Linked DNA regions of Mus musculus: region 2 is linked to region 1. Evidence: chromatin contacts called from public Hi-C data. All regions are on one chromosome and are shown on one strand. Each heading gives the region's core, a stretch centred on a gene start, on an enhancer-like site or on the middle of the called end of the contact. The rest is flanking DNA. Distances are from core to core; before and after follow the strand shown.

Region 1 (5,811 bases), core at 2,705-5,204:
TAACACTTATGTAATGAGCAAGGGAGAAAAAAAAGAAGATTCTGTTTGTGAAGCTCATTTATCCACAGCAGATAGAACATTATGATATAAACCAAGTAAGAGGAGTTCCTTTACCAGTAGAGACCAACAAGGACCAGGAAATTATCACACTGGCCAGAGATGCCTTTCCACTCTGTGAGTAAGACTTAGAGCTCCTCAAAGAAGCAATGGCACCAGGAGGAGGAAAAATGTTGGATAAAAGTGGTGTACCAGCAACCTTTAGTTGCCCTTCAACAGAACGTAGCTGTTAAAACAGCATTGCTTAAGCTGGGCATGGTGGCACACTCCTTTAATCCCAGCACTCGGGAGGCAAAGGCAGGCAGATTTCTGAGTTCAAGGCCAGCCTGGTCTACAAAGTGAGTTCCAGGACAGCTAGGGCTATACAGAGAAACCCTGTCTAGAAAAAAAAAAAAAAAAAAAAAAAAAAAAAAAAAAAAAAACACACACACACACACACACACAAAGAAAAATAGAAAAAAAAATAGCATTGCTTAGATTTGGCTGCAGATGGAACTAGTTGGGATTGAGTATAGCAGAACACCATAAAATACATTGTCTGCCCTGGGTAGCTTGGGGGAACTTGAGAACAAAATGGAATTGAGCTATAGAAAACTAAAATGTTGTATTTCTGTGCCTCTAGTAATGATTCCTAAGTTTATATGCTATGCACTGTGACTATTTTCCTTAAGTTCCCTGCTCCCCCTCAAGCTGCAGGCGTATGTCAAAACACTTTTACCTACTATAGAACAGAGTACTTGAAATGTTGTCTCAAAATGGAAGACTTCTTTATAGTAATATTAGATTCGTGCAAGTATAAACCCAAGCGTTAGAGTCAGACAACTAGAATTCAAGTCATGTGTCAGCCACAGTATCTTGGTACACACTGAGCGCCACTCAACCTTCACAAAACAGAAATAACACATACTTTTCAAGTTTGCTGTCAGTTTAATGTGGAAAGATATGCAATATGCTTGCCACAATATCTGGCACATGATAAATCTTGTAAAAGGAAAAAATATATATATAGAATCTAGTAGCTAGAACCATTCCAGGCCCTGCATTTTTTCAGATAAGGCATTATAGAGTCAAATGTTTCTGAGCTGCACCAGAAAATATCCAATTTTATTATTGTGAATTGTATTTTTTTTTAGATTCAAACAGGGTACTAGCTTTCAGAAAACTACTCATAGCCCTGTCATTTTCTTTCTTTCTTTTTTTTTTTGTTTTATCTTCATGATTAAGACAATCTTCATAGAGAGAAAATCCAATTCATAACTAATAACTAAAATAAGATAGCAACTTACAGTACCTGTGTCCCATGGATGTGCTTCAAGCTTAAGGCCAAGATAAAGATGAAGGAAGTATTCCCCTTTCCAGGGGAGCATATTTTTAGAGACTTTTTCTGAATTTCAGAAATTTTGTTGTTGTTCACATTAAAATATATTAAGTTGAATATCTAATACCAACCTGACTTTCAACCATTGGCAAAAGCTACAGATTTCTTGCAGACACAGAAGCAAGGACTACATGGTAATAATTGTAGTAGCTAACCTATGCCATGCTATGCCTTCTATGCAAGAACACATGGTAATTGTTCCATCTAAAGCTAAATTATGTGTTTATGTATATATGAATACACACACACACACACATACACACACATATATACATATATTTCTCTCATCATTTCCATTTCCATTTACAATGACGAGACTCTTGCAGGCGGCTGAACTGGCTAGATATCAAACAACATTTAGCTCCAAGTTGGCTTCATTACCCTTTATGTTCAGATCCTATGCAATTTTCTGTGTATTCCCTACGTGCATCAGACGAGGACAGCCTTTCTTAACTTCAAGGTCTTTGTTTTACAAAAGCATTCTGTGTCCTCCTCTGCAAGATATCACATATTGCGTTTCCTATAAACATTCACTGGTGGGTAAGCAAAGATGAGCTTTCTTTAAACAAGAAAGACCACAACTACCCTTGACTAGGCACTGCCAATTGCGGGCCGAGGGTAGCAAGGGAGACTGCAGATTACTCACTCACCTTCATAGTTATATATTTGCTTATTTTAGAAGCTATAAGAGCAGAGTAGCAGGAGTGGTGGAGGACTCACAGAACTCTGATATCTCATCCCCATCTGCCGAGTTAGCTAGCCCTTAGCTAAGTGTCTCCATTTCATCTTCTGCAAAATGGGCCTGAGCACTCTGACTCCCGTAGGTTATAACCATATAGCACAGCCACGTTCATGACCCTCTATGGCCACAAACGCAGAGCCTCAAATGCTCAGAGCATTCCAAAGCAGTTAACCTACGTTGCCAGACTGTCCATGTGAAGAAGAATTATTTTCTAATGTAGGATTTCATTTCAAACACATAACAAACATTTTTAAATATACATAAAACAAGTCAATACAGAATGGAATTGGCTCTCAAAGATCATCAATTCTGTTTTCAAGTCCCGGATAATTTCTTTTTAAGATTAGTTAAACATGGGCTTCATACATGACAAGTAAGCACTTCTCTATCGAGATCTAGTCCTAGTACCTTTTATACTTTCTATTGTGAAGCCGGGCCTCATGAACTTACATAGACCGCCCTTGAGCTTACTGTGTAATCCATTCTGGCTTTAAACTTGCCCTCTTCCTGCCTTGGCCTCTTGCATATCTGTGATTGCAGGCCTATGCCACCAGGCCCTGATCAATCTTGGCTATTCTTCTTTAGATCAAGCATAGATAATGGTGATGACATCCTTTCAGAAACTGTGTTTTGATTTTTTTTCTCCTCTCTAACAATATCATTTTTCTTCTTTTTTTTTTCTTTTTGTCTCATTGATGCATAATGAACTCCTGACAGAGATGAATAATGCAGTGGCGTTTAATAGTCATAAAAGAAACACTACTCCCTGTGAGCCAATCTCTCATCCTTTAGATCATTTTCTTCTCAGTATCTTGCAGCTTTCTCCTTTTCCAGGATGGATGTCTGTCTGTCTATGGTTGAGTAAGGAGGAACTCACGAATAGACTCTCAGACCCAGAAAACTAGAAGGAATCTTAGCCATTGTGTTCTCATGTGTGGTCTAAAGCCACAGTGAACTTTTGTTCAGTACCAAGCTGACAGTTTCACTGGATCCATTATCTCTTGTATATAACTCTCACAACAGCCCTGTAAAATACTTTCATCTCTATTTAAGATGCACTGAAACAAACACTCTGAGATGCGTTTTGCTTTTCAACATGGCACACATACTGAAGAAGCCTCGCATTCAGATTTCAGAACCAATTCAGTTGAAGTACAAAGCACAGTGGCCCAGATAAATGAGCCAGCAATATGTGAAGATCAAATAAATACTAACAGAAAAACGTTAGATGTCAAGGGTGATGGTCTTTGTGAAAAAGATTCTCATGTAAAGTAAAAGCATCTCTTGTTGTATTTGGGTTTTTGACACAATTGTGTTTCATTACTGACACAGGAAGGTGGAAAGAAATGTTACCCACATGTCCTTAAAGAAGAATTCACCCGAAGTTGGGTTTTGTTCTTTTCGATAGTGGGGAAGGATAAGAGAGAGACAAGATTCTGATAAATAATTTATGAAGAAGAATGCTTCACTGATCAGATTTGGTGATGAAAAAAATTTCTTTGAAAACCCATGAGTAACATTCTTAATGGAAATTATCTGCACTTCTCCTGGGTCGGCATTTTTTTTTCCTGCTATTAGTTTGATTTCGGCTTGACAGTCTCCTTCCTGCACAAATGTAGCAACAAACACAACGGAAAAGCCTTTCTACATGATTATTTTCTAAAGTAATAAGACAACGTGTGTGACCTGAAAAATCAGCCCCTCCCACGTGTCAGGTAAGGAGGTGGCTTGATGATACTTTAAAAGCCATCTTGTGCTTCCTCCTGCCACTCAGTCACTCCTTCTGGGGTCTAGGGCGGGCTTTTGCTGCCATCTACTGGTACGTCTTGCAAGACAATCGGACGCTTCTGAAAAGGAGAGAATTGGAAAAAATGGGGGAGGGGGCTTATTCTGTAAGAAAATCCAATTCCGGCAGAAATGAATTTCTACGCCGAGTCACAGAGCCTTAAGTATTTTGTGCTAGAGAATGTTTAATAGCGACCCTCTTGTGCAACCCATGGAAAGATTTTTTTTCTCTCTTTTTCATTCCCTGGACAAGTGTCTGAACTCATCTACATGCACATGTCATTCTCCAGAAGCTCAAACGGAGGAGGAATATCGTGGCGGTTTGATTACATAGATTGCTAAGATTACTCCTAACTCCTCTTGCTGCCTGAAATTTCTAGCAGACTTTTTAAAACCACTTTCCCCAAATGTAGAATATGAAACCATGACATTTCTTCATAGCATCATACAGCTATCCATAAACTCGCTGATATGCTGGCATGAAGATTAAATGCGGTATGTGCTTAGCATTTCTTGCAAACGCACATGAGCTTTTAATAAAGACCAGCTGTTCCCATCACATGACAATGACTAATAATTCCATAGTTGTGGCACTTAAGAACAAAACTACCCAGAATAATGACACTATGGCAATGAGCGACCCTTAAATATTATAAATTCAATGTTTGGTCCTCCAGGAAGGATGAACGTAAATGATAAAGAGTAAGTCAGGTATATAGGTCTACATATTTCAGCACTGGTTTTTATAGAAGAATAGTAGAAAAGACTCAGTTACAGCCCAATTGCCTTATCGCAAAATTCTGAAAGACAGAAAGTGAATACATAAGGGTCTGAATAAATTAATGCCTGTAAAGATACTAAAAGAATATGCTCAGATTTGCTCACACATAGTTGTTCTTTGATTTGAGCAGATGCAGGGAAAACTGAAGACTTCTTCCTGGAAGGAAGAGAACAGTAGAGAAAGAAGGAATATCGACTAGTAAGTTTCAGCATGTGACATATGTGAGCGTGCAAGGGCTTTAGGAGCTTCACAGCGCGCATACTACCACCACTCTTACAACAATTTGCAACAGTGGCCATGCTATATTTTTCAGTTCACTAGAAATGCATCTCAACACGTTTCCAGGAATCTGAGGATAAAAACAACACTTGTGCAAAGTGGTCAGTCAAGCGATCGCACAATTTTATTCCAAAATCCATAGCAAGTCTAACTCCTAAGGGTTCCCTTTAAATTAAAGACTATGGCACTGCTCAAAAGCACACCACTAGCAGGGGACTGGATACATCATGTCAGTCATTGAGGAGTGTGAACCAAGACCGAATAAAGGATAGTTTCTGGACATCGACTGCTAGAGTTCAAACCCCTGCTTTCAAACTCTTCCTTTATTCCCTTATCTACTTGTCTGGGAAGTAGAGACTAGAAAATATGCCAAAGGAGTTGTTTTAAGGAACAACTAAACTGGCCAGGTGCAGGTCATTTAAAACAAGGGTCCAATTTGTAGTGACCTTCAAGAGCGAGTTGTTATTATAGAAGCAGAGGATATTTGGAATAAGAGAGATTTACTTAAAAAGAGGGTGAAGGAGTAGAGGAGGTGATGTGGTGGGTAATAAAGCTAACTGCAAGCATGATGATGTAAGTGCATACCCCAGCCTACATCTAAAGGTCTAGACATGTTCAGGGACCCTCTGTTACAACAGCACTGAGACACGGAGATAGGAAAGAGCGAGGCTCACTGGCCACACACTAACCCCAAGTCCTGCAGAAACAAAGAGACACTCTGCCTCAAGGGAATAAGGCTCACAAGAGAAGGTCTCCTCGAGAAACTTCTGTCCAGTCGTGATTTCCCAG
Region 2 (6,399 bases), core at 3,329-5,828, 4.9 Mb before region 1:
ACATACACATTAAGGTACATACATAAATGCACAGTCACACACGGTCACATATGCTTACATAAAAAAACATACATATGCATTTAGGCACAAATAAGAACATGTCTTCAATAAACGCATATACATAGATGCATACACATGCATTTATATGTAAATACTCAACTAGGTACAACAGACTCATAAAGAAACTCGCATAGTTTCACATGCACACACATAAGTTATATATGAACAAGAATACATACAGATACACAAAATACATATGTACACATATATCCACATATAGACACACTTCCTCAGGCACGAACACACACATGTATATGTACCTATAGGCACCTATAGTCACAGCATATATACTGCCATTCATATGAATAAACATGCTCACATGTGGGCAAGCAGATAAATGCACTCAAAGAAACACACATATAAACACCCAAAACAACACAGGCACACAGGCACACAAGTACAAACAAGCATCCAAGCACAAATTCTCATGTAATATGCATAAATTTATCACAGTACAGTATATAAACACTTACACACATAAGTATGCATACACCTGAATATACATACAAGTTCACATAAATGCATACACATATACCCTCTACAGGCAGAATTGTACACAAATTGACAAATAAATATAAGTTCACATACACATGTAAAGATCTGCACATAAAAGCAAGAATATAGACACACACACCATTGTTTCTCAATTTCACATATACACATACATACATACATAGTCACGTACATACATACATACATACATACATACATACATACATAACATACTGGCAGACTAATACATGTATATTCAAACATATATTCATATATATATATATATATATGTTCAAAATCTCACAGGATACACATGCATACACACATTTACACTAATAAAAACAGCCCACTCAATTGAATAAAGTGTAAATCTCAGAGATAATCTACTATTTATTAGACAACTGATCTTATATCCTCATGATGCAGAAGAATGAATTTTTACCCTACTCTCTCATCATGTACAAAAGCCATTGTACAATACATTAATCAACCTTATGTCAAGATGGAAAACTACAAACTTACTGTGAAAACATGTAGAACAAAAGTAACTTTGATATTAGTTTTGGCATTCATTCAGTGAACTTGAAACAGAGACAAGCAAGTGAAAAAGGCAAATATAGTGGCTTCTAATTAAAACACTTGTGCACACCAACAGAAAGAATCAGAAGAGTAAATAGTATGTAAACTTGCAGAAGATATTTGAAAGGGCTGACAAGGGGTTGACACCCCAATTGTGTCAGGAACTCACCTCATTTTTAAGAAAACAAGCAATCTGGATGAGATACAGAAAACAATCTGAACAGATATTTCTCTAAAGAACACACAGATATTCAACATTACTAATCAACTGGGTAATACAAATTAAAACCACAATGAGCTATTTGCTAGAGTGATTATTATCCTAAGACAAAAGCTAGCAATTGTTGGCAAGAAGGCAGAGTAAAGGGGAACTTGTACATTGTGGGTGGGAAGGTAAATTGGAAGCTATTTTAGAAAGCATTGAGGCTAAAGCTAATATATGATTAAGCAATTTCACTGTCGTGTTTGTATCTAAAGGAAAGTAAGGCAGAATGCTGAAATTGTGTCTGGGTTCTCATGTGCATTACAGAGTCACATTGATCTACATATGGAGTCTGTCTAAGCATGTGGCAACGAATGCACAGATATAAAAGAACAGAGCACTTCACAGTCTAAGAATTAATTAAATATTTTTATTTTATGAATGTTTTTCCTGCTGTATGTCTGTGTACTGTGCGTGGGCAATGCTCACAGAGGCTAAAATAGAGTGTTCAGGTCCTCTGGAACTGGAGTGATTCTTAGCCACCAGGTGCTGGGTTCACAAAATAAGTTTTCTTGCAGGTCAGCTGGTGTTCTTAACCACTGGACCCTTTCTCTAACACCACTTTTTAGTCTTAATAAAGGGATTGGTGACAATGTGGATGGCTCTTGAAGATTTTTACTTTAAGTGAAATAAGCCAAGTATGTTTGTGTACCATATGTGGGAAGTGCCTACAAACACCTACCCAATACCTGAAGACAGCCAAGGGAATAGAGCCTTGATATTCTTAACCATCCTAAACAAAGACTTCATTGGTGTGGCTATGGATGTGTTCATTAGCATGACTTACTTATGTCAAGTCATTCCAGAATAACACCTTGTACTTCGTCAGTCTGTACAATTTTGAATAATGCTCTGCTATGCTTGCAGGTAGGAACCTAGCATAATTGTCTCCTGAGAGGCTTTCACCAGTAGTTTAGATGCGGGGACCACAGCCAAACATCAGTCTAAGGAGTCTCGTGGAAGAGTGACTGAAAGGAGTGAGTGAGCCAGAGGGGTCAAGGACAATACAGGAAGACCTACAGAGCCAACTACTCTGGACCCATGGGGGAATCACAGAGACTGAACCAACCAAAAAGTATGCAGGGGCTGGACCTAGGCTCCCTACATATTTATAGCCGAAGTGCAGTTTGGTCTGCAGGTGGGTCTCTTTACATTTGGAGCAGGGGGCTGTCTCTGACTCTGTTGCCTGCCTTTGGATCCTGGCCTGCCTGGTCAAACCTCAATGGAGAAGAATGTTCTTGGTCCTGCTGGGACTTGTTTTTCCAGGGCAGGGTGGTACCCAAGGAGCGCTTCCCAAGGGAAAGAGGGTGTAGTGAGGGGAGGTACTTGTGAGGATGGGACTGAGAGGAGAAGAGAGAGGTGGGGTGCTGCAACGGAGGTATAATTTTAAAAAATCCACATTGTCAAGCCTCTCACATCAATTTTTTACTGATTCATTTCATGGATGAATTTCATGTTTTACTGCTCAATTGAGAAAAGAAAGGAATCAAACGATGTAAACATATTTGCACATCTATTGCAAGTGGTGAAGATTTCTTAAGTACGTGGGTGTGCTTCAAAAACCTTTGCAGTGAATTTTGCTCCTTTGCCTTGACATCAGTCTACTTAAGCAGAAATGGATCTAAAAAACAAAAAATAAGCTTGACTTCCTGGAGCAACTATCATTAAATTTCCAACAGAGTGATAATCCTATTAAAACTAACAGATACTCAACCTATTTACTGGATACTAAGTACCTACTGTGTCATGTTACCCTCAGAAAAAGAGAAACAGTATGATTATTACTGACTAATAAATGGCAAAAGCCAGCCTTACAGAGGCTATACATTACCTTTGCATTCTTCTATGCCAGAAGCCACTGCTCTGAGCTAACAGATCTTTTGAACAAGACATTTATGCAACATTTATGTTCAGAGCCCCCTTCTCCAAGTCCCAAATAATTTCTTTGCTGCCAAAACTGTTCACCTAGTGTTTTTAAATAGCATTCATCTCCATTCTTTAATTATTTATTGATTTGGACATATATGCATGTGTTTATACATGTGTATGTATGCATACGTCTATGTGTGTGCCTAAGTGCACACATGGAAGACAGAGGACAAAAATGAAAGAATTGCCTCTTTCCTTCTAGCACGTGGATTCTTGAAATTGAACTTAAATGAGACATAGAAGTAAGCAACTTTACCCCCATAGTCATCTCAATGCTCTACCCAGTGTTTAATGCTTTTTTGTTATTTCTGTTTATTACTGTCTACAACAAAACAAAGTCCCTAATTATATGGCAGATTTGCCATATTGAAATCATCATTTTATTTTACCTATACTCTATATTTTCTGTTTTCTTCAACTTGCACAAGATATAATTCTATTCCTATTTTACTCTTCATATTTAGAAAGGGACAATATCACTGTCTTTCTCAAAGTACAGTGAAAGAGATCACTAATTTGGGATGGCTGCCTAGCTGTTTTAAAAAGTCAGCTAGAAAGAGGAGACCAGTAGATGGCTCTCTAATTCCTGAATTATAAAGGAGTAGAACACTAATACATTTGAGCACTGGTGAACAGATTTGGTTTGATTGCACCGATGACAAGAATAAACTTCATGCAGACTTGCTGAAATGGGACACTTTGTGCTGTTTTGTCATGTAGCTTAAAATGGGAAAGCTATTCTTGACCCTCCTTGTCCTTGACAAGTTGCAAAGATTGTTAAAGAAATCAGCACCAGCAAGGAAGACAATTTGTTCAGCTGTGAATAGAACAATGACTTCATCCGTACATAGCAGCATCTTCCTCGGGATCTAAGATAGTAAGAGAACCAGAACTAATGGGAAATAAATGGACCCAATTGCCATCCTCAGGTAACAGCAAGACACCTTTCACTGTGTGGCATCACACTTTACTGCAAAATATATAGGATGTGCTTGTGTTTGTTAAGATGAATATAGAGTGTGAAAGCTGTAGAAAGATGAGATATAGAAAAAAAGAATAATATTCCAATTTTGTCTTTACAGGATAGCATTGTGGTTTATGTATTTTGAAAATACAATTTGAAAAGGCAAAGAATGTCTTTAAAATATTGACAAAATCCCTTGCTAGCACTCAAAAGAAAGTAAAAGAAAGGAATTTATGTCATCAGCATATGCGTGGATGTGTCTGTATAAACACGATTGTGTATAGTGTACGGCTTCATGACTTGAAGATAATTTCCTCTTGTTCAGAACATGTTACCTCACTCCATCTCATGCCGTATATTCAGCTGCGGTTTTCAGAAGCCAAGTTTTAAAATGTCCTCACCATAAACCTGGCAGAAGATAAATACGTGTCCTGTCAGAACTTACTCTGGTGTTTTGAGACACGGCTCATTGCAGTATCAGTTCTCATAAACAAGACAGGGAGTGCCCCAGATCCCATCCTTAGAGAAGTCTGCATCCTTAGACAGTCTGAGGATAGCTTGTGGTAGGCGGGGATGTGGACTCCACTTAGCCTCAACTTTCACAGTAGCTTCAGGCTGGAGAAGCTTGTGCACACGTGACTTGTATGAAAGCTGTGTTGTACATTTTTTTTGCGTTTATATCTCACAGTCATCTAACAGTTCATAGAAGACACTACCAGTGACTAGGACACAAAGGTTGCTCTCTTGCATGGGTCACGAGCCACAGAAAGATTGGATGTATAAGAGCCGATTGGAATAAACTCTCCTTAAGTGTATCCTTGCAATTTGAAATTCTTGAATGTAACAGATCTCTAGAACAACTGAGTTTGATTTTATGCAGGAGTGTAAGAAAAAAGGAATGGAGATAATTCTTTCCAAGTTGACCCCACCTAGTTAGGACTTCTAATGCTGAGATTTCTAACAAGGGCTACATTAGTCTCCCTCAAGCACTGAAATTACAAGCACACAAAGAAGCCTCTGTGTGCATCAATTTGTCAAATTTGAAATCTGTACCATATAAAAATGAATGTACTTACTATAAATTAAATATTCCATCAGAAAGAAGGAATACTGATGTCGTGGCAGCTGTCATGAGGGCTGAGGCCCTTTGGAGTGAAAGATGTCTCTATTTACATTCTTATGTGCCACAGTTTACCACTGACATCTTCATCAAATAGGTGGATTGATGAGCGTATGCTCTTCTACCTTTAATTATTTCTCCAACAAGGAAGATGGCAAAAAAAAAAATCCACTGAATTTCCTGAACATATGAGGCCCCGTTACTCAAGTCAACTTTCTTTAACTGTCCTATGTTGGATAGATGACAGGCACTTCAACCAAACCAATAATGAATTTTTCTCTTTTTAATTTGGAATAGTTTAACAAAGAAAGGACTAAGGATATAGGAGAAGGATGATAGACTCAGAAACAGCAATGACATCACTCTCTCTTTCTTTTTAATGACATCATCTCTCACTTTCTCTTTTACACAGTATAATACACGGTGTGATATTGGAACGAGCTCTAGTACATTCCATGCTTTTGAAAAATCAATCCTTTTATAAGAATAGGAATACCTAATTGCACACAAACATTTTATATATATACTGATAGCAAAACACAAAGGAGGAGAATTGGGGGTAAAAGAGTAATTCTTTAAAGAGGGAGTTGCCCATGGTGAGAATTGTGAACTTCAAAGAGGGGATAGTTGGCATGGATGGCCATCTTAAGCTTCACCCAAACCTCTGCCTTTCCAGACTTTATAGGTGAAAGGTGGAGATAGCATCTACAGATTTGTGAAATACTGGCACAAAGGGGAAAGAATTTCTATCCATTCTCAGTCCAAAGCATGCACCAAGTGCCTACACCTAGTGTACGAGGTACTAAAGAAACTGCTTTCAAAAATAGATTCCTTTTGCAAGAAAAATTATTTCTTTTTTTACTGTGAATATAAGCCTAAAGTGCAATCTTGGTTCTTCCGTCTGGATTAACCTCACCTTGGAGGAAGAGGGTCAGGGATGAAGCACCTAGTCTCTTTGCCCTTGACCTCGCAGGGGTGATTATGTATTCTCTT

The links. Hi-C and Micro-C count contacts between places; a contact is called where the count stands out from the background.
Region 2: a Hi-C map of cortical neurons shows a contact between it and region 1, with 9 times the contacts expected there. The contact joins two enhancer-like sites. A contact is called at or near these places in 2 of 484 Hi-C or Micro-C datasets (cerebral cortex and cortical neurons).

What each region holds. Positions count from the first base shown.
Region 1 is chr12:92,301,559-92,307,369 of GRCm38.p6, reverse strand. No RefSeq gene overlaps it. Among named protein-coding and RNA genes, the nearest start is that of Gm40548, 300 kb to the right of the region's middle. Within about 2 kb of position 3,954, at least 12 of the 459 cell types and tissues checked have an H3K27ac peak or open chromatin away from gene starts, as enhancers often do. A contact at or near this core is called in cortical neurons, where this site is marked.
Region 2 is chr12:97,216,225-97,222,623 of GRCm38.p6, reverse strand. No RefSeq gene overlaps it. Among named protein-coding and RNA genes, the nearest start is that of Gm40552, 23 kb to the left of the region's middle. Within about 2 kb of position 4,578, at least 10 of the 459 cell types and tissues checked have an H3K27ac peak or open chromatin away from gene starts, as enhancers often do. A contact at or near this core is called in cortical neurons, where this site is marked.